Linked DNA regions of Rattus norvegicus: region 2 is linked to region 1. The links are chromatin contacts, called in public Hi-C maps. All regions are on one chromosome and are shown on one strand. The core of a region is the stretch at or near the end of the contact, and the rest is flanking DNA. Distances in the headings are between cores, read along the strand shown.

Region 1 (5,936 bases), core at 1,351-3,850:
AACTCCATCTGCCTTTCTGGCCAGGTGTGCCAGAAAGGGGGGAGGGGGGTCCTCATCACCAGAAGCGAGGACTTCATCAGTGCCTGCCTCCATGGAAACTGGGCCTGAGCTGTGTGATGTAAGAAAATTACTTGGCATCTCTGGTCCTATTAAGAAAATGAACTGAGCATCCCTCACTTGGGAGTAGGGTGTCTTTAGCAGAAGTGAGGGATTCTCAGGAAGCAGCGGGAAGCACCATAACCTTTGTGAGTTACAACCATGGTTTCAATCCTGTGCAAGTCAGGACATTCACTATAGAGTGAACATTCTTCACGATCACATCCGAAAAGCAATCTCACGGGCAACCCTGCCCATTTACAACAGAAAGCCCAAAGCCAGAGTATGGCGAGAGTCTATCCAGGGGAGCACGGGGCACCTGTGACCAATTAAAACCAGGGACTAGGAATCTCTGTTTCAGGCTCATTTCTCCCTCTACTATAAGGATTTTCTCAAGCCTTTTCAGGATTTTAAAGGCAGTCTCAAAGGGCAAGCTGAGGCCTGGGTCTGGATCCCTTCAAACGACAGCTCTGGAGGAGGGGGGAGGGATGACTGAGGCTTCCCGTGACCCCAGAACTGTCCCGCTCACCAGGTTCAGGGGCCCCTTGAGACACTTTTCTGAGGCTCTGACCCTGAAAAATTTCCCAAGATTGTCAGTAAAAGCTGCTGAAGCTATTGAGGAGAGAGAGAGGCAAATACTCGAAGAGACAGGAATGGGTGAATGGAAACTGCAGCCGAGGAAGCAAGCCAGAGTCTGTGCCCCAAGGGCCAGTGGTACCAGCACGGGTAGCAGAGTGCAGACCACATCAGTCTCCAGTGAAGGGAAGTCAGGAAAAAAGACGAAGACAGTCAGAAAAGATGATGGACGGGAAGCACTAGAGGGTGTGCAGTTGAAAGATAACCCTGGGAAGGAGAACAGCCAACAAAGAGTGCTAGCAAAGACTGCAGACCCTGAAGGGAGAAGATATGCCAGGAAGAGGCTTGAGCGGGCATGGGGGTGGAGAGTCCGAAATGGACACTGAGCTTCCAACCAAGACTGTGAGGCGCCTGCCTGCCTGGCTGGGTTGCTGCCCGGAGCTTCCTTTGAGCCTAACAGCTGCTTCTAGGTCTGCAGTAGAAGGGGGAGGGGGGGCTGATCGAGACTGTGTGTTCGTGTGTGTACCCACAGCCTGAGTCCCTGTATACCGTGAGGTATCAGTGCGGGGTCCTAGGCAGCGGTCTCTGGAGTCTGGGGGTTTTGAGCATCCTCCAGCGAGAGCGAACGTTGAGTGGGATGAGTCCTGGCCCACGAACTGGGGCTTGTGGGAAGACGAGGCTTGTCCACGTGGGTGTGAATCCTGGGTCTCTGTGTGCATTGTGTGAGCCTATGAGCCACGATATAGGAATATATTTACCAGAAAGGAGTGTGAATTTGTGAGTGGAGTGTTCGTGAGTGCTCTATATCAAGTGCGTGCGTGTGCTTCATTCCTGCGTATGGATGGTGCTTGGGGCTGTAGGCTTCAGTGCGCTGTCCGCGGTACTGACCTAGAGTGCAACCAGACTAGGACTCGCACCCAGACTCAGGAAGCATCCGTGGACCGAACAGAGGTGGGACAGAGGAAGACTCCAGGGAGGCGTCTCCCAAGGGAGTTGGGAAAAGTTCTCCCAGCGGCAGGGCTGGCCATCCGGACTCGCCGCCACTCGTGCTGGTAATCTTTCCCCGACTGTGCTCCACGGCTGCTCAGATGCCAACCCCATCACAGTCCTTACGGATGTTCTGGGCTGACCCAAGGATCCTCTAGCGCTCCGCTTCCATCGCCTGCCGGAGCCCCAGAGGTCCTGGCACCCAGCGGCACCTGCAGCGGGTTAGCCGCAACCCAAGACTCAAAGAACGTCCCGCCAAGCGCGTGAGTGCGCTCAAGTAGGGGGCAACTATAGAGGCTGTAGCTTTCCTGTCCCCTCCCTCTTCTGAAGCCTAGCGGACAGCGGATTTGGGATGGCTTCAGGCTGACACTCAACTTTTATGGACCCAGACAGACACCCACTGGGACGAGCAGGGATGAGCAGGAGATAGGGAACCAGGATGATTCTGGACATTAAACGCGCTCCCGCAGACCGAGGCTGCAGCTGGTCCCCAACGCGTTGATGCAAGCCTCAGGGGCGCAGGGACAAGCTCTGAGATGGGAACTCTGTCCCCATCAGCCGGCTTTCCTGGGCGTTGAGGCCCTTGCCCGGGGTGGCCTGAGAACGAGAGAACTTCCCGCACTTCCCCCGCCTCCTCCCCGCGCAGGCTGGGGCACGTGTGGCGCGTTAGACCCTTCACCTCTTCGGAGCAGCGCATCCCCAGTCCCGATGGCGACCAGCGGCCGTCACACTCACCTCGCTGTCCGAGACGAGCTAGGCTGATACACGGGTGCCTCAGGGGTTAAGGGACTTCGACCACCCCGCTTCGAACACTTGTCCCTTGTAGGGAATTTCAGAAGGAAAGGTCCTCAGAGCTATAGGAGGCCAACGGCCCCCAAGCTCCGCTCGCCGGCGTGCAGACCACGGCCAGGTCCGTGACAACTACGTCCCCAGCGCGCACGCGAAGCACTCGGCGCCGCCGCCGCCTTTTATCTGCCGCCCGCCTTTGTTTGGGTCCCGGTTCCTACCACGGGGTGCGGGGGTGTCCCGGGCAGCCTCTGGAGTCGCGCCGCCCCACGGCTACTGGCGCCTCCAGCATCAGCGCCTGCGGGCTCTGCGTCACCGTCCGGCTAGGGCTTGCGCTCCGCCGCGCGCTGCTGTCTCCCGGTCCCGCCGCCAGGCGCCGCCCTGGCTACCTCTCCCCCTGCGGGAGCTGCGTGGTGGTACAGCCAGCTCCCCGAGTTGGCGAGCAGGGACAGAGCATAGCGCAGCGACCCCTGGGGGTCAGTCTTAGTCACTGCAAACGGACCTGACCATACCCGCTACTGGCCCCCTAGATTTCCGGGTGCCCAGGTCTCTCCCAGGCGTGCGCTCCGGCTGGCGGCTCTCAGCCCCATCTGCCCAGCCTTGGCACCTCACCAGCTTGCTGGACACTTGAGGGCATCCCCGGGTGCCCTCCGGAGGTGGCTGCCAAGCCCAGGCGCCTGGCATCATCTCTTCCTCCCTCCTCTATTCACCTCTCTGGCAGCAAAGCCCAGAGCCCTGCCAGCCCCTGGACCAGGCACTCGTCCAGCAAAGCACAAGGTCCGCCTGACACCCCCTGCTGAAAAGATACCCAAAGAAGAAAGGACCTAGAAACCAAGGCTATCTCCAGCTTCATTTCTCTTTCAGTGCTCCAAAGGCATTGGCCTTGATGTCACCCAAGGAGAGCCAAGGGAACCCTCAAACGGACCTGGCGCCAGCCTCCTGCTGCAGGTGGGACGCCACTGCCGGCTAAGAGGTCACCCAGGTGATTATGACACGAGTCAAGAATGCGAACTTTTGGAGAACCAGGAAGATAAAAAAAACAAGTGAGCTACAATCTTGGCCCTCAAGGAGACCCCATTTTATATGAGAGAATGCAGGATCATTATGAAATAAAAATATCAAAAGTCCCACACCTAACTCTTTGCTGTGTAGCCCATCGGTATTCTTGAAAGAGGAAACCTAGGGGCCTGCGAAATGGCTTAGCAGGTGTTTGCTGCCAAGCCTGACAACCCAAGTTGGATCCCCAGGGCAAACCCACTTCTGTGTCCTGTCTTCTGGCCTCTACTCATGCACTGTGGTACACATGTAAATCCCCTCCAAGCATACATACTGTAAATAATTAAGCTTTGATTAAGAAGACAAAGTGGGAGTTCTCTGAACCCCTCTCACTTCGGGGTTCTGCAGTAAAATCCTGGTGTCGCTCACTTGCAACATCCAGTTAGCTTTTCTGGACACAATCCCTGGGGACTGCACTCACAGGCTGTCTGCCAGGTGGATATTTAGGTGCTTATGATCCTGGCTGCCCCAGAATTCATCTGTGCAGATGTGAATGACCAGAACCAATGTTCCTGCCCTGACATTCTTGTCCCTGCACCACATGCTCTGAAATGGTTGTCAGGGGGACACACTGGCCAGCCATCAAATCTGTCTGAAGATATGTAGTGAATTCATACCACCGTGAAGACATTTGGATTATGGAGTGCTCCTGGCAGGAAGGATCCAAGAGAGGGAGAGAGAGAAGACAGATGCATGGACAGACAGACAGAGACTAAAGCCTAAAATGGAGGTTATGTATATTGCCGTCACAAGAGCAGAAGCCAAATGTGGTACTCTAGGTAGAACAGCCTTGCAGTGCCTTACAAATGTCCAGCTCCACATAACATATCCCAGGGGAAGGCAGAGAAAGAGCAGCCATGGGGGAGGGAGGGAGGGAGGAGAACCAGGGAAATATTTGTTTCTAAGGGAGCAATGGGAGACACAAAGTGTGTTCCCATGCCCAGCGGAGAGCAGAGGCTGCTTTTCTTGGTGAATGGCTTGGTATTTTTTCAGTTTGTTTCAAGGAACCTCCTTAAGGATTCCTCCAAAGTCCTCATGCTGTTCCCTGCAATGTGACTGAATCACAGGGCACCCTATTTGTGCTCCTGGGGTGCTGGGCCTCCCACCAACCCACGCCTGTGGATATGACCTCCATTCTCCTGGGAGCTACATTTAGGAGATCCAATAAGGGTCCTGATTGCACTCTCCTTACTTTCATTAAAGTCATTTCTCCCCTCTCTAGATGTCCAGGTAGTCTCCAGAGGGCCAAGACTAGTTTTGCCTTTGGTAAGGCAACCTCCTTCAAAGGGGATGCACAGAAGCAGGGGCTAGACCGTGGATTGTGTGTGTGTGTGTGTGTGTGTGTGTGTGTGTGTGTGTGTGTGTTTTGCAGGGTGATGTTCAGAAATTCTGAAAGGATATGATTTTCCCAGGCCATCAGCAGGGTTTTAAAATGCAAATAGAACCAGGCCTTTGAAATATGTCTGCGGTAAAGGGAAGCCTGCCGTGGCACTGGAACAGGTCAAAGTGTGGAGAGCTGTGAGGATCTTTCTCTAGGGCCGATCTCAGCTCTTTCTCTCCCTGTCTGATCCCTCTGTCTGAGATCATTGTCCCATCTCAGGCACTTCCCTGAACCCCTTTCCTCCAGAAGCTCCCCAGAGATGACTCTGGTGGCCCCATGATGAGGTAGAAGAGACCGCAACTCCCCATTCAACCTTCTGGCTCCACAGTTCCCTATCATTCCCTCTGCCAAAGTGTATCCCGAGTCCTGAGATTTAAACATCTCTTGGTGCCCAGGGGCTGCTTCCCCTGTACTCTGTCTTCCTGGCTAACCGAAAAGTCTTTTTTTGAAAGGGATGGGAGCCATAAAGGGTTACTTTGTCCTCGGATCTCTTCCTTTAATGCTCCTTCTGTCTGGTCTGCAGCTATGCACAAGCAGGTCCTCAGAGCTAAGCCTCCAGCCCACCTCTACTCTCCTGGTCCACTCCTTCCAAGCTGCAGTGTGTCCTTGGGGAAATCACCTCCCTTGCCGAGGTCCCACCTCCCCTCTTATTTATAAAATGGAGTGAAAGTGCCTGCCTCACACCAGGGGCTATCAAGGTTTACCAGATGAGAACATCTCTATGGAAAAGCAGCATGTAGCACATTGCATGGCTTGGATTTGGGCAAACATCAGGGTCTTCTTCAGATTCCTGCTAAAAAAGAGCCCGATGCCAGTTCCTCCTGTTTCTTTGCTCCATCGGTGAGGAAGATTGTGCACAAATCAGGTTATTTCACCAGATGGCTGAGCAGCTGAGGGTTAAGCATATGGGGAGGGTTGGGAATGTTTATCTTTAAAAATATGGGACATTAACATGTTGTCCCAGCATGGTGGAAGGGAATAAATACCTTTGGAAGTAGTTCATTTCTTTTTCTGCTAACACTGTGACTTTGGGGGAATGCTGGGGTTAGTTTGT
Region 2 (5,936 bases), core at 1,992-4,491, 73 kb after region 1:
AGATCCTAGGAGAACAGGAGAGGGCAGAGGCGGAGGGGAGAAAAGGGGGAGAGACTGAGGAGAAGGTGGCTGGCTTCCCCCAGTCGCCAGAGGGGAGGAACAGGGTATGACAGAAAAGCCTCAGACGCTCTCCGAAGTAACCCAGAAGATATTTGATCTAGACTGGAGTCTGGCATTTCTAAATGAAGTAAATGAAGACTCTCTTAGTCTGGGGACATCACAGGAGAGAGTGAGAGGAGAGAGTGAGAATCAGGAAGGGGTGGGACCTCTTGCGTGTCCTCTGTTCTATGCAGGTAAGGGGACTTAGCTCGCTGGGCAGTGGTGGTGCAGGCCTTTAATGCCAGCACTCCGGAGGTAAAGGTAAAGATCTCTATGAGTTCAAGGCCAGCCGATGTGAGTTCCAGGGGGAAAAGAAACGGGGGAAAGGGAGGGGGAAGGAAAAGGAGGAGGAAGAGGAGGAGGAAGAGAAGACTTAAAGCTTGAGCCATCTGCCTGAGATCACACACAGTCAAAAATTATTGGCTCTGAAACCCCAGACTGGGATGATATGGGTATCAACTGGAATATACCATCACACCGGGGTCCCTTCAAGCTCTTGATACTAAGGCAGGGTCAGGGACACTGAAGACAGACACGCCTGAAGCTACTTATTGTACCCAACAGACGGGGATGCTCCAATGAGATTGAGGGAGACAGGCACGCACAGAGCTGGAGGCAGAGGGACACATGGGATGGGGACCTCACCTGGAGGTCTCCATGGCCTTTCCTTTCAGCCCCGTGAGCCCTCTGCAGGGACAGCACCTTCTCAGAGAACAGCATCCTACGGCTGGAGGGATGGCTCAGGGGCTCAGAACACTGCTCACCCCTCCAGAGGACCTACATTTGATTCCCAGTTCTAACTCCAGTTCCAGAGCATCTAACACCCTTAAGCACAAGGCACACACATGATGAGTAGACACACGTGCGGGCAAAATAAAATATTTTTAAAGGATGACCTACCGGTAAAATGGACCGAGTGGTCTCCTCCTTCATGGGACCCTCAGACCACCAGGACTCCTGAGTTACTCCAGCACCACCTTTTGATCACAACAGACTTGAATAGACACCTGATTCTACTCCTGTCTGGGTAACAGGAAACCCTTGACGGACAGTTCTGAGCCTCGGTTTCCCTTTGTTCTTTTCATCCAATTATTTCATCACGGCATCAAGTAGCACAGGATGTGACCCTGAGGGAAACAGCCCGCTTCACAGAGGGAGAAGCTATGGGAGGCTTCCATCATATGGGTCCTTGATCGGACTCACATTGTCAGGCTTGGTGTCAAGGTCCCTTACCCACGGAGCTACCTGTTCAGCATAGACACTCTCTTTCTCTGCTTCTTGGTCACCACGATGTCCACAGCTCTGCTCCACTAGTCATCTTCCCACCAGAATGGATTGAAACCTTTACACTGTGGGGAAAAGGAGGAGGAGGAGGAGGAGGAGGATGAAGAGGAGGAGAAGAGGAGGAGGAGGAGGAGGAGGAGGATGAAGAGGAGGAGAAGAGGAGGAGGAGGAGGAGGAGGAGGAGGAGGATGAAGAGGAGGAGAAGAGGAGGAGGAGGAAGAGGAGGAGGAGGAGGAGGAAGAGAAAGAGGAGGAAGAGGAGGAGGAAGAGGAGGAAGAGGAAGAGGAGGAGGAAGAGGAGGAAGAGGAGGAGGAGGAGGAGAAGGAGGAGGAAGAGAAGGAGTAGGAGGAAGAGGAGGAAGAGAAGAAGGAGGAGGAGGAGAAGGAGGAGGAGGAGAAGGAGGAAGAGGAGGAGGAGAAAAAAATCGGGGCCCCGGAAGGTTGAAATACAACTTCCTGTAATGGCTTCTTATCTCAAGGTTAATTTCATTGACTCCCCTGACTCCGTCCAATGGTCCCTTGTACTTAGAACGCAGCTTCTAGGTGAGCCATGCTCACTGTTAACACACGGGGACTCCCGGTCACCATGCCCTTCTCAGTTCTCGGTTACTGAGTTATTTATAGTGAGAGATGGGCAAAGGAGAGGACAGGGACAGGTTGTACGTGTCTGTGGCCCAGGTGCTTGGGATGCTGAAACAGGGGGGTTTCTAGTTTGAAGCAAGTTTGTAGCTAGTTTGAAGCAGTAAGATGCTGTCTCAGAAAGAAAAAAGTGGAGGCTGTTAGAGAGACAGCTCAGTGGTGAGGAGCACTTGTTGCTCTTGCAGAGGGCCTGAGTTTGGGTGCCCAGCACCCACATAATGGCTCATAACCACCCATAATTCCAGTTCCTGGTGACACCCTCTCTAAATGCATCAGGCACCAGACACATGTAGCACACATACATACTATATACATTCATACATACATACAGTCACAACACCCATACACATGAACTAAACTAAACTAAAATATAAACACAGGGAGTTGAGGGCCTAAAGAATGACAAAAGACACCCCACATAGTCTCCCTGCCCACAGTCCATGGTACCCATCCTACTTTTTCCTCCAGTTGACTAAGTCAATGACTCGTGCTATGGTGACTCTTTCCTGGCCTTCTGGCCTTTTGGTACAAAGCAGCACAGCCAGGTGGCAAGGATAGGTTACAGTTGAATGAGAGATTCGCTCTGTATCCTGGTGAAAACATCCCTGCCTGGCAACCAGAGGAGGCCTTAACATGCACCCGAGATGCTAAGAACAATATTCCGCACCAGGTAACAACCATTCATTTGTGTGAGGACGTGTCCTCGACCCCCCGTGCTCACCAAGTGTCATCCCGAAGCTCTCTCTAGCTGGCTGAACCTGGCTCCACAGCTCCCGGGCCCCGTGTGAAAGCTATTTTTCAAACACTGCATAATTTTGCACTCCAGATGGCAGGGCCTTGTTCCAGAACCCTGGGGATCTGTGTTGCCACTCTCCTCTTGGTGCTTGCCATAAATTCATAGTGTCTTTTCCCACCACAGATCCATCTGTCCCCTAGATCTGCTGAGTCACGTGACCCTAGCTGCTCACTGCTTGTCCTCGGTCTGGAGCTGCTGTAGAACCCTCTCTGCCTGGGGCCATCTCGAAGAGGCCAGCCCTCCATGTCACCTGGTAAGATGGCACGAATGGAGAAGCCATTGTCAAGTGTGTGGCATCTTGACCATGGGAGCCCCTGAGGCCTGTCTGATGGGGGTTTCCTTCTGATGTGGGAGAGGTGTGAGGTGGAGTGGATTTGGAGCCACTCAGGAGACACGCCTCTCCGTATGTCTGTGTGGGGAGTGTTTCCAGAGAAGTCTGAGTGAGGCAGGAAGACCTACACCAGAGATTGGCAGCACCGTGCTGTGGACTCATCCTGTGGGCTTGGGTTCTAAGTAAAAAGCCATTGGAGGGGCTGGAGAGATGGCTCAGTGGTTAAGAGCACCCGACTGCTCTTCCAGAGGTCATGAGTTCAATTCCCAGCAACCACATGGTGGCTCACAACCATCTGTAAAGAGATTTGATGCCCTCTTCTGGTGTATCTGAAGACAAGCTACAGTGTACTTATATAGAATAAATATAATAAATCTTTAAAAAAAAAAAAAGCCATTGGAGAAGGTGAACTTCAGACACAGTGTAGCCAGCCGCCTTAGGCTCCTGCTGCTGCCCTTCCTCTGTGTCCACTCCCAAATGTGAGCCAAAAATAACTAACCTTCCCCTCCCTCCCTCCCTCCCTCCCTCCCTCCTTCCTTCCCTCCCTCCTTCCCTCCTTCCTTTTCTTTCTCTTTCCCTGACTCCCTCTCTTCCTCCCTTCCTTCCCTTTTTCCTTCTCCCTCCCTCCCCCTTTCTCCTCCCTTTTCTTCCCCTCTTTTCTTCCCTCCCTCCCTTCTTCCCTCCCTCCCTCTCTTCCCTGTCTCCCTCTCTTCCTCCCTTCCTTCCCTCCCTCCTTTCCCCTGACTCCCTTCCCCCTGCCTCCCTTTCCCCTCCCTCTCCCCTCCTTCCCTTTTCCCTCTCCCTCTCTCCTCCCTCCCTCTATCCCTCCCTTCCCTCCCTCCCTTTCTCCCTCTCCATCCTTCCCCTCCCTCTCCCCTCCCTCCCTCCCTCTCCCCTCCCTCCTCCCTCTATCCCTCCCTTCCCTCTCTTCCCCCTCCCTCTCTCCCCCTCCCTCCCTCCCTCTCCATCCTTCCCCCTCTCCTCCCCTCCCTCCTCCTTCCTTCCTTGCTTCTGTCAGGCATTTTGTCGCCACAACAAATAACTAATCCGTCACACATTGCCAGATGCTGCAGCTGAGAATCAGCCTCACATCCCTCTGTGACACAGGATGGCAGAGTCAGGATGCACATATGACAGATCTGTGCACGTAAACATACTAACATGGTGTCTTCTCCCGCCCCAGTTTGTTGGTCCCTCGTGAACTGCTCTGGATCACTCGTAACAGAGACTGGAAAAGTGGAGTGTTTGCTAGATCAGGAGGCAGATGTGTGCGTTCCTGTGCGGAGGGCCCTGGCGCAGATGCCGCGTGCACTGCCGCTGTGATAACTGCCCGAGCCCTGCATCTACGGACATCTACTACTCACATGTTCTAGAACACACCTGGGGAGCTCTGTAGGACCCAAACCAGAGAACTGGTAACTCGAGGTCTGCCACCCACACACCTCGGAGCCTTAATGGAGGTGCTCATTTCCGCCGCCACCAGAGGTGACACTGGTTGGTGTTACCTGATGACTTTTTTCCTGAGGGTACTTAACATCTATTTATTTACTCCAGAAAGGGAACCCACAGCAGACCAAAGCAATGAGCAGACCACAATCCAACTTGGTGAGCCAATAGTTTACTGGGGTTACTGACAGGGGTATGGCTCAGAGGCCAGCGACAGAAACAGGGATGACTTGGAAGCAGCAGCACCACTGGAAAGCCCACTCCAGGATGGGAGACAACTTGAAAAGGCTCCCAGAGTCCTCCCTGCAGGTAGCCCCACATCTGAGAAAACCTCTCAGATCCACCCAGCAGTCTCCTCCCGCACCCCAGCCTACTTGTCCATGAAGCTGGAGCAAGGGGAGGGGGGAAGGGGTGAGAATCCTTCCAGTTTCCGATTTCCCATACAAATTGTCTTTTTGTTTATCTCAACCGAGCCTCCCGCTCCCTTCTGAAGGGAATGTTTCAATTCAGAGGAAATAGCCATAAACCAATTGGCTTGGTGTTTTGTTTTGAGCTGGGCCTGGCTGACACCAGAATTCTACTCTGAGCCAGGGAATAGAGTGGGCTATGGAACTCTATGGAGATGCAGAGGCTCAAAGCTTGAGCAGTGCTGTTTTTCTCCTCAGGCTCCCATCTGCCGCTCCTCCAACTGGAAGCCATGATAACACCCAGATCCTTGTGTGTCAGCACCATCTATCTTGGACCCTGCACCCAACAGTCTCTGGTTAACAGTCTCTGGCTATTTGTCCTTTAATGGGGATACAGTGACCCCAGTAAGTGGCAGTGGGTCTCTTTAGAAATGAATACCTGGGGTGTCAGTGCCAAAGATAAAGTGTTTCAGTGACTTTGGGGGTGAGTGGCTTCCCTTTTGAAGAGTCTGGCTCTGCGCTCTACCTCAGGAGAGAACCATGTCCTTTTCTTGAGGCAATGTCTGTCTTCAGACTCTGATTATCCATTGAATTCCTCTGGCTGTGTAAATTGCACAGTATCCTTGTCAGCTGCTCCCCTATCTTGCCCTACGAACTAGGTAAGCGTTTGCAGAGCCTTCTGCAGACTCCCCATCTGACGCTTGACCTCATTCAGAACAGTAATCTTCCCCACCTTGCTCCTGATTTCAAGTTCCACCCAGGGGTGGCATTATCTCAGGCTCCCCTCTTCCCTGTCGCTACTGGGGAAGCCAGTTCAGTCACAGAATCTCTTCTTGCCGGCCTTGACTTCTAGAGGTCAGCCACCGAGGAACTTCTGAACCACGCTGTCGAGCCTCTCACCAGCCCATGAGAAATGCACCATCCCCTGCTGTCCC

The links. A called contact is a pair of places that touch in the nucleus more often than the background predicts.
Region 2: a Hi-C map of frontal cortex shows a contact between it and region 1, with 2.8 times the contacts expected there. The contact joins the enhancer-like site here to the promoter of Disp3 in region 1. A contact is called at or near these places in 2 of 12 Hi-C or Micro-C datasets (the A7r5 cell line and frontal cortex).

Annotation. Positions count from the first base shown.
Region 1 is chr5:164,001,350-164,007,285 of GRCr8, forward strand. Disp3 (dispatched RND transporter family member 3) reads right to left here and starts at 2,601. Exons shown (of 21, transcript NM_001107992.2): 1 at 2,395-2,601.
Region 2 is chr5:164,073,965-164,079,900 of GRCr8, forward strand. It overlaps LOC102551951 (a long non-coding RNA gene), which reads left to right. Exons shown (of 4, transcript XR_354416.5): 2 at 2,941-3,070. Among named protein-coding and RNA genes, the nearest start is that of Disp3, 73 kb to the left of the region's middle. Within about 2 kb of position 3,242, at least 15 of the 93 cell types and tissues checked have an H3K27ac peak or open chromatin away from gene starts, as enhancers often do.